Linked DNA regions of Sus scrofa: all the other regions are linked to region 1. The links are chromatin contacts, called in public Hi-C and HiChIP or PLAC-seq maps. All regions are on one chromosome and are shown on one strand. The core of a region is the stretch at or near the end of the contact, and the rest is flanking DNA. Distances in the headings are between cores, read along the strand shown.

Region 1 (5,115 bases), core at 1,566-4,065:
TGGGCCACCAGCTATTTATACATCTCCCTCTGCCCAGAGGCCTGCCAAGTAGACTGCTGGCAGGAAGACAAGTCATACAGGAGCCAGCCCAGCCTGGCTGCCTTCTCTGGGACTGGACCACCCACCCCCAGCTCAAAGGGAGAAGGAGGTGCTATGCCTCCCCACTGCCAGCATCCAGGGGCCATGAAACTCTCCTTCTACTCCCCCATGCCTTCTATGGCCTGCTCTCCTTGGGCTAGGGCTTCTAAAATAAAGCCAAATGTCTGTGGCTCCAATACGCTGCCACAGCCACAGCCAGCCGCTGATGGACAATAACAGCAACAGCAAACACCTCCTGAATGCTTATTATACACCAGGGGTTGTTCAAAGCACCTGACCCATTAGCACTCATTTAATCCCTGTACTTGGAGGGAGACAATATCATGACCTTCTTCATAGATGGAGACACCAAAGCAAAGGAGTTAATTACATGCTCAGGATCACAAGGACAGAAAGTTGCATAGTTGTAATTGGAAACCAGCTAGCCTGGGTCCAAAGTCCAGCTTTGAACCATTACTTTATATTTTGTCACTTACCACAAGGCGGCCCCATGCAGCTGGTCCTGAATGACCACAGCACCTGACCACTGGCACATGCATGGCTCTGCATCTTCTCACTCCCTTGCACCCAAGTGCACGTTCACACACACAACCCAGGGCACACACACACACACAACCACATCAATGACCAACACCAGCTGCTGTGAACATGAATTCAGGGAGCCAAGGGGGTTCTAAGCAAGCTGGTCCTGGGCCATCCCCTTGTGTTCACGAGGAAACACAGGGGGGCTGGGTTCAGGGATGACAAGCGCCGAGGCTGGAGGACCTGCCACCAGGGCTCCAAGCAGAGGAGCGAGCTGGGCTGCAGCCTGAGAGCTGCCTGTAGAGGGCAGTGTGCAGCCAGGGTCGGCCAAGCCTGGTGTCCTCCGCGTGATGCCTCCTGGCTCTGAGACGCACCACCCACCAGCCTCAAAGCTCATTCGCTCTTTCTTTCATTCAAAAATACAAATAGCAGCCAGGCACCTATTCCGTGCCTTTCCAGGACAAACAGGATCACACACAAATGTACGAATCACAACTGGTACCCCGTCATCCCAAAGCCGAGGTGCGAGTGTGGGAAGGGAGCAGACGCGAGCAGTGGGGAGGCAACAGTAAAGTAGACGAGGGGGAAGAGGAGGGCTGGCCAGGAAAACTCACAGCAGGTTTTTGGAATTAACACATCTGAAAATGAACCGTTTTTTCACTGGGCTCCAGAGTGCCTAGCTGCTCCTCTCCCCGAAATAAAAGCAAGGAGGGCGTGCCTCCTTCGGAGCTCCCCCTCCACCAGTCACTGAGCCTCAGTTTCTCCGGCTGCGGCGTAGTAGAGCGCCGGCCAAGGCCACCGGCAACCGACCTTGCCCGGCCCCGCCCGGTTTCCGAGGAACTGTGTGAGCAGCGAAGGCGCCCCTCCCGCGCCGCCGAAGGGTTCCTCCGAAGCCTGTGGTCAGATCGTCGCTTCCTGGGAAGCCCAAGCCAAAACTGGGGACAGCAACAGGCAGGGAGGGGCGCAGAAGCAGCCATCTAGAGGCTCCGGCACTACGGGGCAGAGCAATGGCGAAAGCAGTCCGGAGGGGTCCCAAACGAGACCCCAAGGGCGGGTGGAGGTGTCTGGCTCCAGAGTAGAGGACCCAGATCTAGCCAAGGTGGGTGATGAGACACCTGATGGGGCAGAAGAATGTGCTAGGGTCAGTCCAAAGTATCCTTAAGGGGTTGGCTGCAGAAATCTGCGACCGAGAGCAGTGGCGGGGGCGGGGGAAGCTGGGCCACTAGGTCCGAAGGGGCGTCTGAGAACTGCCCAGGGAGCTCAGGGATGGGGCTGGAGACCTGAATAGAGGGGTCCTAGGACAGGTGCGAGGCTAGATCAGGACAGGGGGCCTCCCGGGGAAAGGTTCCCGGATTTGTGGCAAAGGTCGAGCGAGCCTGGCCTCCGAGGCGCGCACAAAAAGAAACCGAAAGTGGCGCGGAAGGGCGGGCCTGTAGTGGGGGGGGGGGTGTAGCCGTAGGGGGCGGGGCCTTCACTGACCACACCTCCAAGCCAGTTTAAAAGACTGGTGCAGGGGCGGGCGCGGAGCAGAGCGAGCTGCGGCCGTGGCAGCTGCACGGCTCCCGGCCCCGGAGCATGCACGAGAGCCGCCCCGGAGACCCCCGCCGCCCCGCCCGCGGCGCCCCGCGCCCCGCCGCCAGGTGAGCCCGGCACTGGGCAAGAAAGCGGGAGGGAAAGGGGAGGACGGCACAGGACAGCCAGGTTGCCAGGGCGGCCTCGGGCGCTGCGTGGTGGGGTCGCGGCCGCCACGCCCCTAGCCCCGGCTGGCTCCACCCTGGCAGACCCCCGCGCTTGGGGGTTCCCGCAACGCAGCTTTTCTGCCTTTGCGCAAATCTCGGAGTCGAGGCGCCAATCCCCGGCCTGGCCAGCAGGCGGCGGCCGTAGGGCGGCGAATGGGGAGCCGAGTGGCCGGAGTTGGGGCTGGTTTCTCCAAAGCACCTCTCTCCACGCCCCCCTCTCTTAACCAAACTTTGAGCGACTCCGAGCCCCACCGAGCTCCCAGCCGCGTGGAAGTACTCTGCGGACGGGGAAGCCCATTTTCTAGATGAGACCACTGAGGCTCAAAGGGCCGCCCCGACCTGGTCTTGCGCCCTCGACCCATTAGAAACGGATCCCCACCCCTCCTAAGTTGCCTCGCGGGTTCTCACCTGCCCAGCCCCACCCAGACTCCCCGCTCACTGACTGTCTCCCCCATCAGCGCACCCCCGGACGCTATGGCCCACCCCTCCGGCCGACCCCGCGTGTAGGATGGTAGCACACAACCAGGTGGCAGCCGACAATGCAATCTCCACGGCAGCAGAGCCCCGACGGCGGCCAGAGCATTCCTCCTCCTCCTCCTCCTCTTCATCTTCATCCTCCTCCTCCTCCTCACCCGGGGTCCCGGCGCGCCCGCGGCCCTGCCCGGCGGCCCCGGCTCCAGCCCCGGGCGACACGCACTTCCGCACGTTCCGCTCGCACGCCGACTACCGGCGCATCACCCGCGCCAGCGCGCTCCTCGACGCCTGCGGCTTCTACTGGGGGCCTCTGAGCGTGCACGGGGCGCACGAGCGGCTGCGCGCCGAGCCCGTGGGCACCTTCCTGGTGCGCGACAGCCGCCAGCGGAACTGCTTCTTCGCCCTCAGTGTGAAGATGGCTTCGGGCCCCACAAGCATCCGCGTGCACTTCCAGGCCGGCCGCTTCCACCTGGACGGCAGCCGCGAGAGCTTCGACTGCCTCTTCGAGCTGCTGGAGCACTACGTGGCGGCGCCGCGCCGCATGCTGGGGGCCCCGCTGCGCCAGCGCCGCGTGCGGCCGCTGCAGGAGCTGTGCCGCCAGCGCATTGTGGCTACCGTGGGCCGCGAGAACCTGGCGCGCATCCCCCTCAACCCCGTCCTCCGCGATTACTTGAGCTCCTTCCCCTTCCAGATATGATCGGCCGCGCCCGCCCTGCACGGAGCATTAACTGGGGCGCCTTATTATTTTCTATTATTAATTATTATTTCCTTGGAACCATGTGGGTTGGAGGGAGCGAGTGTGGGGGCGAGGCGCCTCCCGCCCTCGGCTGGAGACCCCTCCCGTAGACCCCTCCCCACCTCTTGTGGGGGTGCCCCCTCTTGGTGCTCCCTCTGGGTCCCCCTGGTTGTCCCCCTGGTAGTAGCTTAACTTAACTATCTGGGGCCAGGACCTGAACTCAGTACCTCCTACCTCTTCATGTTTACATATACCCAGTATCTTTGCACAAACCAGGGGTTGGGGGAGGGTCTCTGGCTTTATTTTTCTGCTGTGCAGAATCCTATTTTATATTTTTTACCACCAGTTTAGGTAATAAACTTTATTATGAAAGTTTTTTTTTTTTTTAAGAAAAAAGGTTTCTAGAGCGTGTGCTTTGGTCAAAGGTTTTCCATGATTCTGAGCGGGTCCCCGGGGTCCTAAGACTGACCTGTTCAGCTTGGCCAAAGGCCGTGTGGGGCCCAAGTTCTGGCTGGGAGCCCTGCATGGCTCTACCCACAGTGCTCAAGGGGAGAGGAACAGTTTGTCTAGTTTTGGTCTTGTCTCTGGTAACATGGCAGCTCGAGTTTGAGCACTTAATGTGTGCCAAGCCCTATTCTGTGCTTCACATGCTTAAATTGACTTAATCTATAAAGACAACCCTATGAAGCAAGGCTCTAATCCCCATCTTACAGAAGAGAACACTGAGGCATTTTAAATTTGCCTGTGGTCATCCCTATGGCCTTTTTTGGCTGTCCTCCCAGAAATCTGAAATGGATGACAGAGAGGAAACTTCTTTCATTCTATGACCACAACTTCTTCCAGGAAGAGGGTGGGGGTGGGGGCTCGATGAGTTTTTGGAAGGAGTGGCACATTCTGAAACTCAGTATCTAGGGAGACATAGTTTAAATGGGATGGGGATTCAGTGCTGGGTCTGACTTCCTTCTTCCCGCTCTCTTCTAACTCATGTACTTTTTGGTGAACACACAACTTGGAGCCAGAAAGACGCTTTGTGGTCTGTGGTGGAAGGAGGGCCCTTTTGGCGGCTTTGGGCAATTCCCTTTGCCTCTCGGGGCCTCAGTGACTACCTCTAAAATGGGCTGGCTGGAAGAGGTGCTTTGCTGTAACCCTCAGCAGCAGGCACTGATGCGTAGTGGTTGGAGGAGGTGGTGTTTTTGGGAACTTGGGCTGGCCAGCATCACCAGAGGGTTCCCAGGCTACTCCTGCATCTGTGGCCGGCCTGCTGGCCACTCACACCTGAGCTGCTGCTCTTGGTGGATTGAGCCACTTTCAGGTTTAGGGTTAAGCAGCCTCACAGACACATTACACTTCATTTTTAGAAGTCAGAATGGCCCTCTGCAGCCTTGGACATGCTTGTGATGGAGTGTCCTAATATTTAATAATACCTTTCAGACTTGAAAGTGCAGCATAAAATTAACTTGATAACCAGAGAGCTGGGGCGGCCCAGGCTTGTCTTGGGGATTAAATAGATTCCGGGCCTCAAGGTTAAGGATGGCCAGGAGAGAT
Region 2 (5,115 bases), core at 1,110-3,609, 71 kb after region 1:
CCTGAAGACGCTCCCGCCAGAGAGCCCGCTCCGCCCTGGTGGGTCTGGCGAGTTTGACGCGGGGAGGAACGAAAGCTCTGGTGAAAAGCTGGCACTTACGGGGCCTCACGCGGCCCTCGGAGCGACTCGGGTTTGGAGATGGAACTGCAGCCGGGGGAGTGGAGGACCCCCACGTTTTAGAGACACCCAGGCCTGGGCGAACCCTGCTGCACCAGCAGAGGCACCAGGGCTTGTGTCCCTGGCTTCTCCCCTGCCTGCAGCAGAGGGGCTGCAGGGCGCCTTCTGAACGAGCCCGCCCGGGATGGAGCCCCCGTTCCCGAGGCCATGTGTCCTCCGCTGACGGACAGTCTGCTTTTCTAAAGGGCCGCAGCTTCTGATTTTATGGACTAAACACATGAAAGCTTCCATGGAATCTCACCTATGACCCCAGGAGCCCATGCAGAACTGGTGGTTCCTGCTTCAGCCCCGGGACCCTGACCTTCCCGGTGGGTCACATCAAGCCTCCCCACTTGCTGGGCACACCCCCGCCCCCCCCCCGGCCCCAAACCTCATGCTCGCCACCTGTGCCACCTGAACCTCAGGCGGCCCATCGCCTGCTGACAACTTCTTCCAGCAGGTTCTCTAGGTCTGACCACGCCTTTCTCAGACTCAGGAAGGCGGCAGGGTGTCAGCGGGGGTCTGTGAACTGCAGGCTGCCGACTGTTTGGTAAACAAAGTTTTACTGGAACCCAGCCATGCCTTTTGCCGACGCTTTGCTGGTGGCTGCTTTCAAGCTACAGGGCAGCTCTGAGTCGTGGCCAGAGAGGCTGCATAGCTCACACAGCCTGAAGCACTTCGCCCCCTGGCCCTTGATGGAAACTGTATGCACAGCCTGGAAGGGTCCGGGGCAGCGGCTCTGGCCCCAGGAAAGCTTGGGTTCCCTCCAGATCTGCCCACGTACAGGCCATGGGGCGGGCCCCGGGCAAGTCTCCCCACTTCGCTGAGGCTGCCTCCCTTCACCCACTGGTGGGCAGGCCTGGGGAGGGGGAGGATGTGAGGGGACACCCTGCTCTGTCCCCACCTCAGGACTTGGGGAACCCATACCCGGCCACCTCGGAGGAGCTATTCTGTCCTATTTGTGTGAAGTTATTCTTGTCTAAGGATCAGCTCCCTAAAAGCTGGATCCCTATGTACACTCCCAGCCAGGCGCCCCGTTCGGGTGGATGAAACGGCATGTGGAGGTGAGGCCTGGAGGGAGCCTGGTGGCTGAGTTCCCTGCCCCCACCTGTCACAGACAGCTCCGTGCCAAGAACAGCAGGATTAACGTGCTGGAGTTCTCAGGAAGAGGCATTATGTGATAAACCCTGTGTGTGTGTGTGTGTGTGTGTGTGTGTGTGTGTGTGTGTGTGTGTGTGTGGTGGGCTCTGATTAACGACGGCACACATCAAGGCAAATCCAAACACCCGTCAGGAAGATTCCCGGGGGGCAGGCGGCCACAGCCCCATGGAACCAGCCTAATAGCTGCTTAGGGCTTAATCACTTCAAGTGGTAAACCCCCAAGTTTACCAGCTGTTTGTCTGCCTCGAAAATGAATCACTCCTTCACAAATCAAAATGTCAGGATGGCTCTTCCTGAGCTGCTTATTTATCAGAACCGTAGACAGAGGGGTGGGGGAGTGTGCTAACAGGGCTGCGCCTCAGCCTTTTACGCTGACAACGCCCCAGCCCAAACAGACGAATGATGTGGCTGTCACTGGCCCCTTCTCCCGAGACACACGTCTTTTCTCTCGCTTTTTTTAAAGCCCTGGTTTGTTACTGTGAGACTCGCTGGGTGGAGTGTGCAGCAGAGAAGATGCTGAGATTGCAGTCAGGGTACTAAGGGTTCTTCATTTGGGGAACAGACCAGAGGTCAAGCCACAGACTGACAAAAAAATACAGTGCACCTCCTGCAGGTGCTCAGAGTTAAATAGGAAAAAAAAAAAAAAATCCCCAACCGCCGATACCACCTGTTGGCGGGTCCAGCTCAGCAGAGGCAACTGAAAGCATCTTTCCCTCCCCTGCGGCCCTCCCAAATCCACCTCCCTTCTTTCCATGGCACAAGGACCAGAAAGGCTCGGCAATGTTTCTGGTTTGCTTTTTAGCAAGGTGTCCAGATTCCCCTTGCAATTTCATGGGGCTCCTTCCCACATGGAGGGGGCAACACTTTGAGAGCCGGTGTGACCCATCGGGGGGCTGGGGGGCCCCGGCAGAAAACTCAGGACCAGCGCCTGCAGCCGGAAGCCTCCCCTGCTCTTGCTTCACCCCTGGAAGCCAGTTCCTGATGAGCTGGCTCTGGCAGAGGCGCCAAGGGGCTTTCTGGGCGTGAGTCAAACATGCACGGGCTGCCAAGTCCTTGCAAATGCGCAGATGTGCCAGAGATCACGGGACAAGGGCACAGGCAGACGGCCTCCCTGAGAGCTTGCCCAGCAGATAAAATTCCTGGCCCTCCCTGAGGATGTCTCAAGAACAGCCTGCGGAACGCATATCAAAGGCCGTATGGATTTTCACACCAGCCGGCTGATTCCGCATCTAGAAATTTACGCTGCTGAGGGGGCCGTGGCAGGAACTGCTCGGGCGATGAAAGCACGGGGGTGTGACAGGGAACGGGAGCCCCTACCCATGCGGCAGCTGGATGCGGAAGATGGTCAAACACGCTGCTGGTGGAAAGGATTACGTAAGGGGGAAACGCTCAAGACACAGTAAATGAGAGAAGGTTAGAAGAAGCATGTCCCATGGCAGAAAAAAAAAAAAGAGAAAAGCAAAACCAAACCAAATCCCGCTTCTGCCTTCCTCCTTGCATGGGGAGCAGACTGGAGGGGTTCAAGCCGAAGTCGTGGCAGAAGCGGGTGGTTTATGCTGAGCTTTCATTTGTTGTGCTTGTCCGAATTTTCCAAGACTCCCCCTCTGAATGTTATTTTAAACCAGGGAAAGGATGGAGGATGAAGAAGGCATCCAGCTGTCTGGGAGCTGGACAGGCCAGAGCCGGAGGCCCTAACAGCCCCGGGACCGGCTCCGGACTCCAAAGCGCTCTCCCCGGCTCTCGCTAAGGGCCTCCCCGGGCTGGCCAGGCATGAGGCTCCCAGCAGGTGGACCTGGGCCAGCGGGGACAGGCATCCCCTGCTTTCCAGGAGTCCGGGCTCCACAGGGTCAGGCCGGGGTCTTCCTGCTGCCCTCTGGCCCCTTTCTGACAGTTACTCTGGGAAGATGAACTCAAGAGTAACTCTCTGGCATGTGTCGAGCACAAAAATACCACCAAAAGGTCAGCCTTCTATTTTAGACCCATTGAGAGAGGGAGTGCTGAGCTGGGAGTCGGAACCCCAAGGGCGCGACCGAGCTCTGCCCACGGGGCCTTTTCACCTTGGACAAGCCCCCCCTCCTTCAGGGGCCTCTGGGTCTTTTCGTGAAACACAATACAGTTGGTGAGGATCTCCCGGCTTAAACGGTGGGTAGTTTTCTCTTTACCCATAAACCTGAACTTGACCTGAAGCCCACGACCTCCCTGGGAGGCAGGCAAAGGAGAGGACCCGGAAAAGTGCACCCTGGACATATGTGCTGGGCACCTATAACATTGTACGTGGAACACCCACTAAAGCTTTCCCCGTGAGGACAGGTGGCCATGGGAGGCAGGGGCCAGGGCCAGCCAGTTGCAGCCCAGAGGCCTGCAGATGTGTTGCAGTTATTTATTTCTGTGGCCACGGAAGTTCCTGGGCCAGGGATCACACCTGCACCATAGCAGTGACCCGAGCCACAGCAGTGACAACATCAGATCCTTAACCTGCTGAGCCGCCAGGGAACTCCAGATGTGCTTTGCTTTGCTCACACTGTTTGCTTGTTTTAGGCACCACCATCCACACCCCAGGAGATTCTACATATGAGTCTGGATTTCTGGCTTCTTATAAAACAGGAAGAGCTGGAGTTCTCATTGTGGCTCAGTGGTTAATGAATCTGACTGGGAACCACGAGGTTGTGGGTTTGATCCCTGGCCTTGCTCAGGGGGTTAAAGATTCGGCATTGCCATGAGCTGCGGTGTAGGTTGCAGACGCGGCTCGGATCCCGTGTTGCTGTGGCTCTGGTGCAGGCTGGCGGCCACAGCTCTGATTCAGCCCCTAGCCTGGGAACCTCCATATGCCTAGAAAAGGCAAGAAAAAAAGACAAAAAATAAAAAAATAAAACAAAAAAATAAAACAGAGCTGGTATCACTGGGCCCCATCCCCACGTGGCAGCGACTGGAGGTGGGGAGGGAGCTGGTTCCTTCTCTTCCCCAACTTGACTTGCCTGCTGCTCGCAGGCATTTCAGTTAATCAGCTCTGCTATTTATCCTGGGATTTTCGGTCAAATCCACAGGACCTGGGGATGTTCCAACCCCCAGGGACCTCTCAACAGCTCCCTCCTCGGACCCTACCTCTCACCTCCCCAGTCAGTGGGGGTGGGGGGAGGGCCTGACGATGGGGCCATCTGCCTCCAGCAGCTCAGGTAGGTCTCAGACTGTGTGACAAGAGCTGCTGCTCTTGGCCTAAGCGGGGCCGTTCCCTTGGCCTGAAATTCCCTTCTGCCTCTTTTCTGTCTTCACAAATCCCTCCCCTGTCCTCTGAGGCTCACACAGCTCAGGGCCAGCTTGGGCAAGAGTGTCTGCAGCCGGTGGGGTTTAACTGTTCTTTCCCTTGTGCTTGCTCAGCCTGCCCTGTGCAGCCTTGGGGCCTCATCAGCCCAAGGAAGGCATGTGCCCAAGTAGGGCATAGAAACTTGACTGCAAAGATGCTTCGCTGTTTTGGGCAACAACTGTCATTATTTTAAGAGCTAGTGCCTGGAATCCTCCGGGGTTCACAGTGTTCGTGATACTGTGAGCTGTCCCCCAATACCTATTCTCCCCTCATCTGCAATTACAGAACCTGGCAGCTAGGTCTGGCCGTGTGACTGACAAAGCTGTGGCCAATGAGATAGGAATGAAAGTGACACGCTGGCCTTCTAGGAAGGCTTCTTAAGAGGAAAGAGGTAGGAGTTCCCATTGTGACTCAGTGGGTGAAGAATCCAACTGGTGTCAAATCTCCTGATTTGAAAATTGTTGATAACTTATGCCACATTCCTGTCCTTCCTGGGG
Region 3 (5,115 bases), core at 1,684-4,183, 67 kb before region 1:
TGAATTCAAACACCTGAGCCCTCTCAGAGTTCCCGTCGTGGCTCAGCAGTTAGCAAACCCGACTAGCATCCATGATGACGCAGGTTCAATCCCTGGCTTCGCTCAATGGGTTAAGGATCCGGCATTGCTGTGAGCTGTGGTGTAGGTCACAGATGTGGCTCGGATCCTGCGTGGCTGTGGCTGTGGCATAGACGGGCGGCTGCAGCTCTGATTGGATTCCTAGCCTGGGAACCTCCATATGCAGCACCTGCGGCCCTAAAAAGACAGAAAGGCACCCCCCCCAAAAAAAACCGAAAAAACAAAGACCTGAGCCCTCTGCTCCCGAAATTAGACAATCTGGTTACTAGTCCGGTTCATTCTACCCATGCCCTCTCCCCATCCCCACACCCCCAAAGTCTCTCTTGACTATCCCCCCCACCTTCCCACCACACCCCTCCCTTCCCACAGGCCTTCATCCCCTGACTGCCCGGGCCTGGATCAGCGGTCCCTTTTCTGCACGCATGGCGCACGCATACAACGCAGCGGTGTGTTTTAGGGGCTTATTATTCTGACTCCCTACATGAAGGCAGTGACTAACAAGTCAACCAAGCCCTGGTATTCATCAGCAAGAGGAAATGGCCAGGCCCAGGTATGCATCCAGGCCAGTGGGTAAATCAGATGGGTTCACCAACATGCAATGCCCACTAAGGTACCTACCAGTGCCAACCATATGCCAGGGCTGGGGCCTGATACAGGAGACAGTCCCAGACAAGAGCACTGCCGAGGAGCCAAGACACCAAACAGCCAAAGGCCGGCACCCTTTTCCTATAAAGGGCCAGATACTAAATACTTCAGGCTTTGCAGGTCATAGGGTCTCTGTCTCAACTATTCAAGCCTGCAGCTGTAACAGGAAACAGCCCCAGACAGTATCTAAACGACTGTGTTCCAATAAAACTTTATGGAGACTGATATTTGAGTTTCATACGCTTTCCCACGTGAAATCATCTGTTTTTTTTTCAACCATTTGAAAATGGGTAGGCATTCCCCTTGTGGCTCAGTGGTAACAAACCCAACTAGAATCCATGAGGATGCTGGTTCGATCCCTGGCCCCACTCAGAGGGCTAAGCCCTCTGCAGTGCCATGAGCTGTGGGTGTAGGTGGCAGATGTGGCTCCGATCTGGCATTGCTAGGGCTGTGGCGAAGGCCTGCAGCTTCAGCTTGATTCGACCCTTAGCCTGGGAACTATGCTGCAGGTTCTGCCCTAAAAAGACCAGGGGGGAGAAAAAAAAGAAAGAAAGAAAAAAAGAAAAGAAAAAAGAAAGGCAAAATAGAAAAGGTAAAAGACATTTTTAGCTCCTAGGCCGTGCAAAGAGAGATGAGGGCTGGTCATTTGCCTACCTTGGGCTAGGCTAACACTGCAATCAATGGAGGGCAGACAGAGGGGGAGGCTGAGGGCGAGGGAGGGGTGGGCGACACGTGCGCAGGCGCACTGCATAGCAAAAAACAATGGTCACAATTTTTTGAACCCTATGAGCTAGGAGCTATGTTAAGGCCATTTTTAAAAAATGTACTGAATCCACACATAGGCAGGAATTTCCCCTTTGGAAAGAGGTCCAGAAAGATTAAGCGAAGTGCTCCAGGGAGCTCAGTCAGAAAGGGTCAGGGGCGGGAAGCTCAACCTCCTGCTGAGAATAGGGGTCAGAAAGACAGTCCCCACCCTGCCGTAGTCTGGCTCAGTATTTCTCAAAGTGTGACCCCCCAGGCCAGTGGCGCCCATAGGCCCTGGGAGCTGGTTAGAAATGCAAATTCTCAGCCCCACCCAGATCTACAGTCTCTGAAACTCTGAGGCTGGCGCCCAGTCATCAAAGGTTTTAACAAGCCCTCAGGGTAAGTTTGCGCACCACTGGTTTAAAAGGAAACGGCAGGGGAGTTCCCGTCGTGGCTCAGCGGAAACAAATCCAACTAGGAATCTTGAGGTTTAGGAACCATGAGGTTGAGGTTCAATCCCCCCGACCTTGCTAACTGGATTAAGGTGCCGGTGTTGCCGTGAGCTACGCAGCTCGGATCCGGCGTGGCTGTGGCTGTGGCCAGCAGCTGTAGCTCCCAATAGACCCCTAGCCTGGGAACTTCCATATGCCTCAGGGGCAGCCCTAAAAAGGATGGATAAATAAATAAACAAATAAAGGAAACAGTGAACTAAGGCTCAAGACAGCTCCATGAAGGAGGGGTACAACAGGACTCCTCATTCCTGGGGTTCAGGAGAGCTTCCTTAATCAAGGTACACTCTGAGTCCAGACCTTAAGGATGAACACAAGTTCCCCACTGTGATTATTCCAAAATGTGACAGGGGTGGGAGGAGGAGGAATCACCCCTAGGGAGGGGAGTGTTGTTACAAACACAGATGCAGGGCTCGTGGCGTCCAAGAAAGACCTGTAATTTACTTTGAACGGGGCAGCAGGTGATGCTTATCATCAGAACAGCTTGGGTGGCGCTTAGCTGGAGAAGAGCAGGAAGGAAGGGTATTCAGGCGGGGGACCAGCGAGGTAAAGACCAGGCCCCGCCCTTGGGCGGTACAAACCGAGAGGGTCATCCGCGGGTTCGAACCCGGCCATTACCTGGCACGAGGCAAGGCCGCCCACGCGGCACCCGTTCCAGGCCGCGCACCGAGAAGGCCCCGCTCGGGTCCCGCAGCCGCGCCTCACCGCCGCCCGCCGTCTCCACCGTGCCCTGCATCCACACGGCCGCCAGCTCCAGCGGTTCGCGCCCCGCCGCCGCCCGCGACAGCCGCCACGCTCCCGGGCCGCCCTCCGCGTCGCGCCGCAGCTGCTCCGCCAGCACCTTGAGCGGCGGCGACCGCGGCAGCCTCACGGCCCCAGGGCCGCCGCCGGAAGACGAGTCCGTGGACGCCGCTGCCGCCATTCTGCCCCGCCGCTTTCCCGCCAACTTTGATAGCGCCTGATCCGCGGCCACCAATCAGGGGCGCGCAGCCGGGGCCGACCAATGAGCGGCGCCGAGGGGCGGGGCCACCAGACCGCGCGGCCCCCAGAGTGCGCATGCGTATGTAAAGTAAATAAACGCCCCCAAGCCGGGAACGAATGGATGAAATGAATTAGAAGAGAAAAAAAATGAATGAAGGAGAAGTAAAGAACTCCTTGTTTCCACGCACCTCAAAATTAGGCATGCACGCAAGTCACCTGGAGAATGTGAGTATTCATCTTTACATCGCCTAGCATAGAGCGGTTCTCTGGGGCCAAAAAATACTAGAAAATACTGAAATGAATAGTTGCCATGATGAGGCATGTTTATTGAGAGGAATCGAGAATTGAGTTGAGAGATAAGGCTGTATGAGTTTTTAAATATATATGTTTATTTATATTTTTATACACAAATATTGTTTTGTATAGTGCTTTTACTTAATAATAAACATCTTCCCATATCAGCAACTATCTCTCTGCTTCCTCTTGACTGACTGCATAAGATTCTGTTTGTCTCATCATCTGCTTGTCTGCATGAGGTTCTATTTGTCCCTAGAATATCTAACCAATCAGTATTCTATAGGTGGACATTAGGCTATTTCCAATTTTTCACTTTATAAATCACTAATAGGATTTAGTGATTTTTACAGCTAAATCTTTCTGCACATGTTTCAAAATTACTTCCTAAAAAATTGCATGGTCCCAATCAGCAAAATCCACAACCTAAACCAAGCAATCTTTTAAATCAAGACCAGTTGTCAGGAGACTGTCCTCCCTAGGCCTCTAGCAATACCAGATTTACAGAGAGTATTCAGTAAGAGCTCAGTTTTTAAAACAGCCAAGACATAATTAAGCTCGGCTCTGTCCTAAGAGCTTTGTCATGAGAAACCCATGTACCCCCCTCAACACACCCTATAAGGACTGTTCTACAAAGGTGGGGAAACAGGCTCACAGAAGCTGGTGGCTTGCCAGTCCCTCTGGCAGTAGCCTCTGTGGGGTCCTGGCCTCTATATCTCAGCCCTAAGTTTAAGGTAACCAGGCTCCTAACTTGAAAAGAAGCAAGGGTTTTAACCAAGAGAGAATCCCACCCCTTCAAGCCTGGTGGGTCATCACTGGCCTTCTCTAAGGCCTCTGAAGGTCAGGAAAGCGATGGGGAAGGGAGCTGGAGTAAAGGCCTGGGAATTTCCCACCATTCTCTTGGCCTTCAGATCCTCCAACTCCATGATGTGTTGCTGGCAGAGTGAACTTTCCAAAACACACGTCTGAACACATCAGTGCCCAGCTTATAACCTGAAGGTGTAATCCCAGCATCTGGAATGTGAGCATTCCAGGTAGAGAGAAATGTACTAGAAGGGCCCAGAGAGAAGGGAGCACAACACACTGAGCCAACTGCCAGGATTTCAGAAGAGCTGGGACACAGAGTACAAACCCAGGAGTGGGAACAGACGAGGCTGTACTTGCATAAGCCCATTTCTTATCCCCATTTGACAGATAATGAAACTGAAGTTCAGGGCAATGACAAGCCTGAGGCCCCATGATGAGTGAGGGCTGGAGCCACGACTCAACCCAAGTTCGAATGACCCCAAACTTCATGGTCCTTGAACCATAGATGCCATCTCACTGCCCACACCACGGCCCTCCTCCCCATCACAGATGTCTCCGTACCTTTGCTCATGCTGTTCTCTGCTTCATATGCCTTCTTGCAGCTCTCCCAGCTGCAGCCTGGCTCAATCACCCACCTTCCTGCCACCATCAAGACTGCTTCTCTTCAGGGAGCTTTTTCTTTTTCTTTTTGTCTTTTAGGGCTGCACCCATGGCATATGGAGGTTCCCAGGCTAGGGGTCCAACTGGAGCTGCAGTTCTATGCCACCAGCCACAGCAACACAGGATCCAAGCTTCATCTGCAACCTATATCGCAGCTCACGGCAATGCTGGATCCTTAACCCAGTGAGCGAGGCCAGGGATCAAACCTGCATCCTCATGGATACTAGTTAGGTCCCTGACCGCTGAGCCATGATGGGAACTCCCCAGGGAGCCATTCTTGAGCCCTGGAGTCAACCTCTCCCTTCCAGACCAGGGTGCTAACACCCCTAACCCAGGGTTCCTCAGCCTCTGCCCAGTGGCATTTGGGGCTGGGTCAGCCTGTGTCGAGGGAGCAATC

What was found. Hi-C and Micro-C count contacts between places; a contact is called where the count stands out from the background. HiChIP or PLAC-seq counts read pairs in DNA pulled down with a chosen protein or histone mark.
Region 2: an H3K27ac HiChIP or PLAC-seq map of skeletal muscle shows a contact between it and region 1. The contact joins the enhancer-like site here to the promoter of SOCS1 in region 1. A contact is called at or near these places in 2 of 5 promoter capture datasets (fetal liver and liver), 3 of 47 Hi-C or Micro-C datasets (embryonic fibroblasts, liver and skeletal muscle) and 2 of 2 datasets of contacts at active chromatin or transcription factors (alveolar macrophages and skeletal muscle).
Region 3: a contact with region 1 is called in a Hi-C map of embryonic fibroblasts, with 4 times the contacts expected there. The contact joins the promoter of RMI2 here to the promoter of SOCS1 in region 1. A contact is called at or near these places in 3 of 5 promoter capture datasets (fetal liver, fetal skeletal muscle and liver), 24 of 47 Hi-C or Micro-C datasets (adipose tissue, alveolar macrophages, blood and 14 more) and 2 of 2 datasets of contacts at active chromatin or transcription factors (alveolar macrophages and skeletal muscle).

What each region holds. Positions count from the first base shown.
Region 1 is chr3:31,879,076-31,884,190 of Sscrofa11.1, forward strand. SOCS1 (suppressor of cytokine signaling 1) reads left to right here and starts at 2,816. Exons shown (of 1, transcript NM_001204768.1): 1 at 2,816-3,647. The coding sequence starts at 2,869. The coding sequence ends at 3,531.
Region 2 is chr3:31,950,937-31,956,051 of Sscrofa11.1, forward strand. The region is part of intron 23 of CLEC16A (protein CLEC16A); the gene reads right to left. Among named protein-coding and RNA genes, the nearest start is that of SOCS1, 72 kb to the left of the region's middle. Within about 2 kb of position 2,360, at least 39 of the 83 cell types and tissues checked have an H3K27ac peak or open chromatin away from gene starts, as enhancers often do. A contact at or near this core is called in alveolar macrophages, embryonic fibroblasts, liver and 1 more, where this site is marked.
Region 3 is chr3:31,811,936-31,817,050 of Sscrofa11.1, forward strand. RMI2 (recQ-mediated genome instability protein 2) reads right to left here and starts at 2,934. Exons shown (of 2, transcript XM_003124595.4): 1 at 2,595-2,934. The coding sequence starts at 2,898.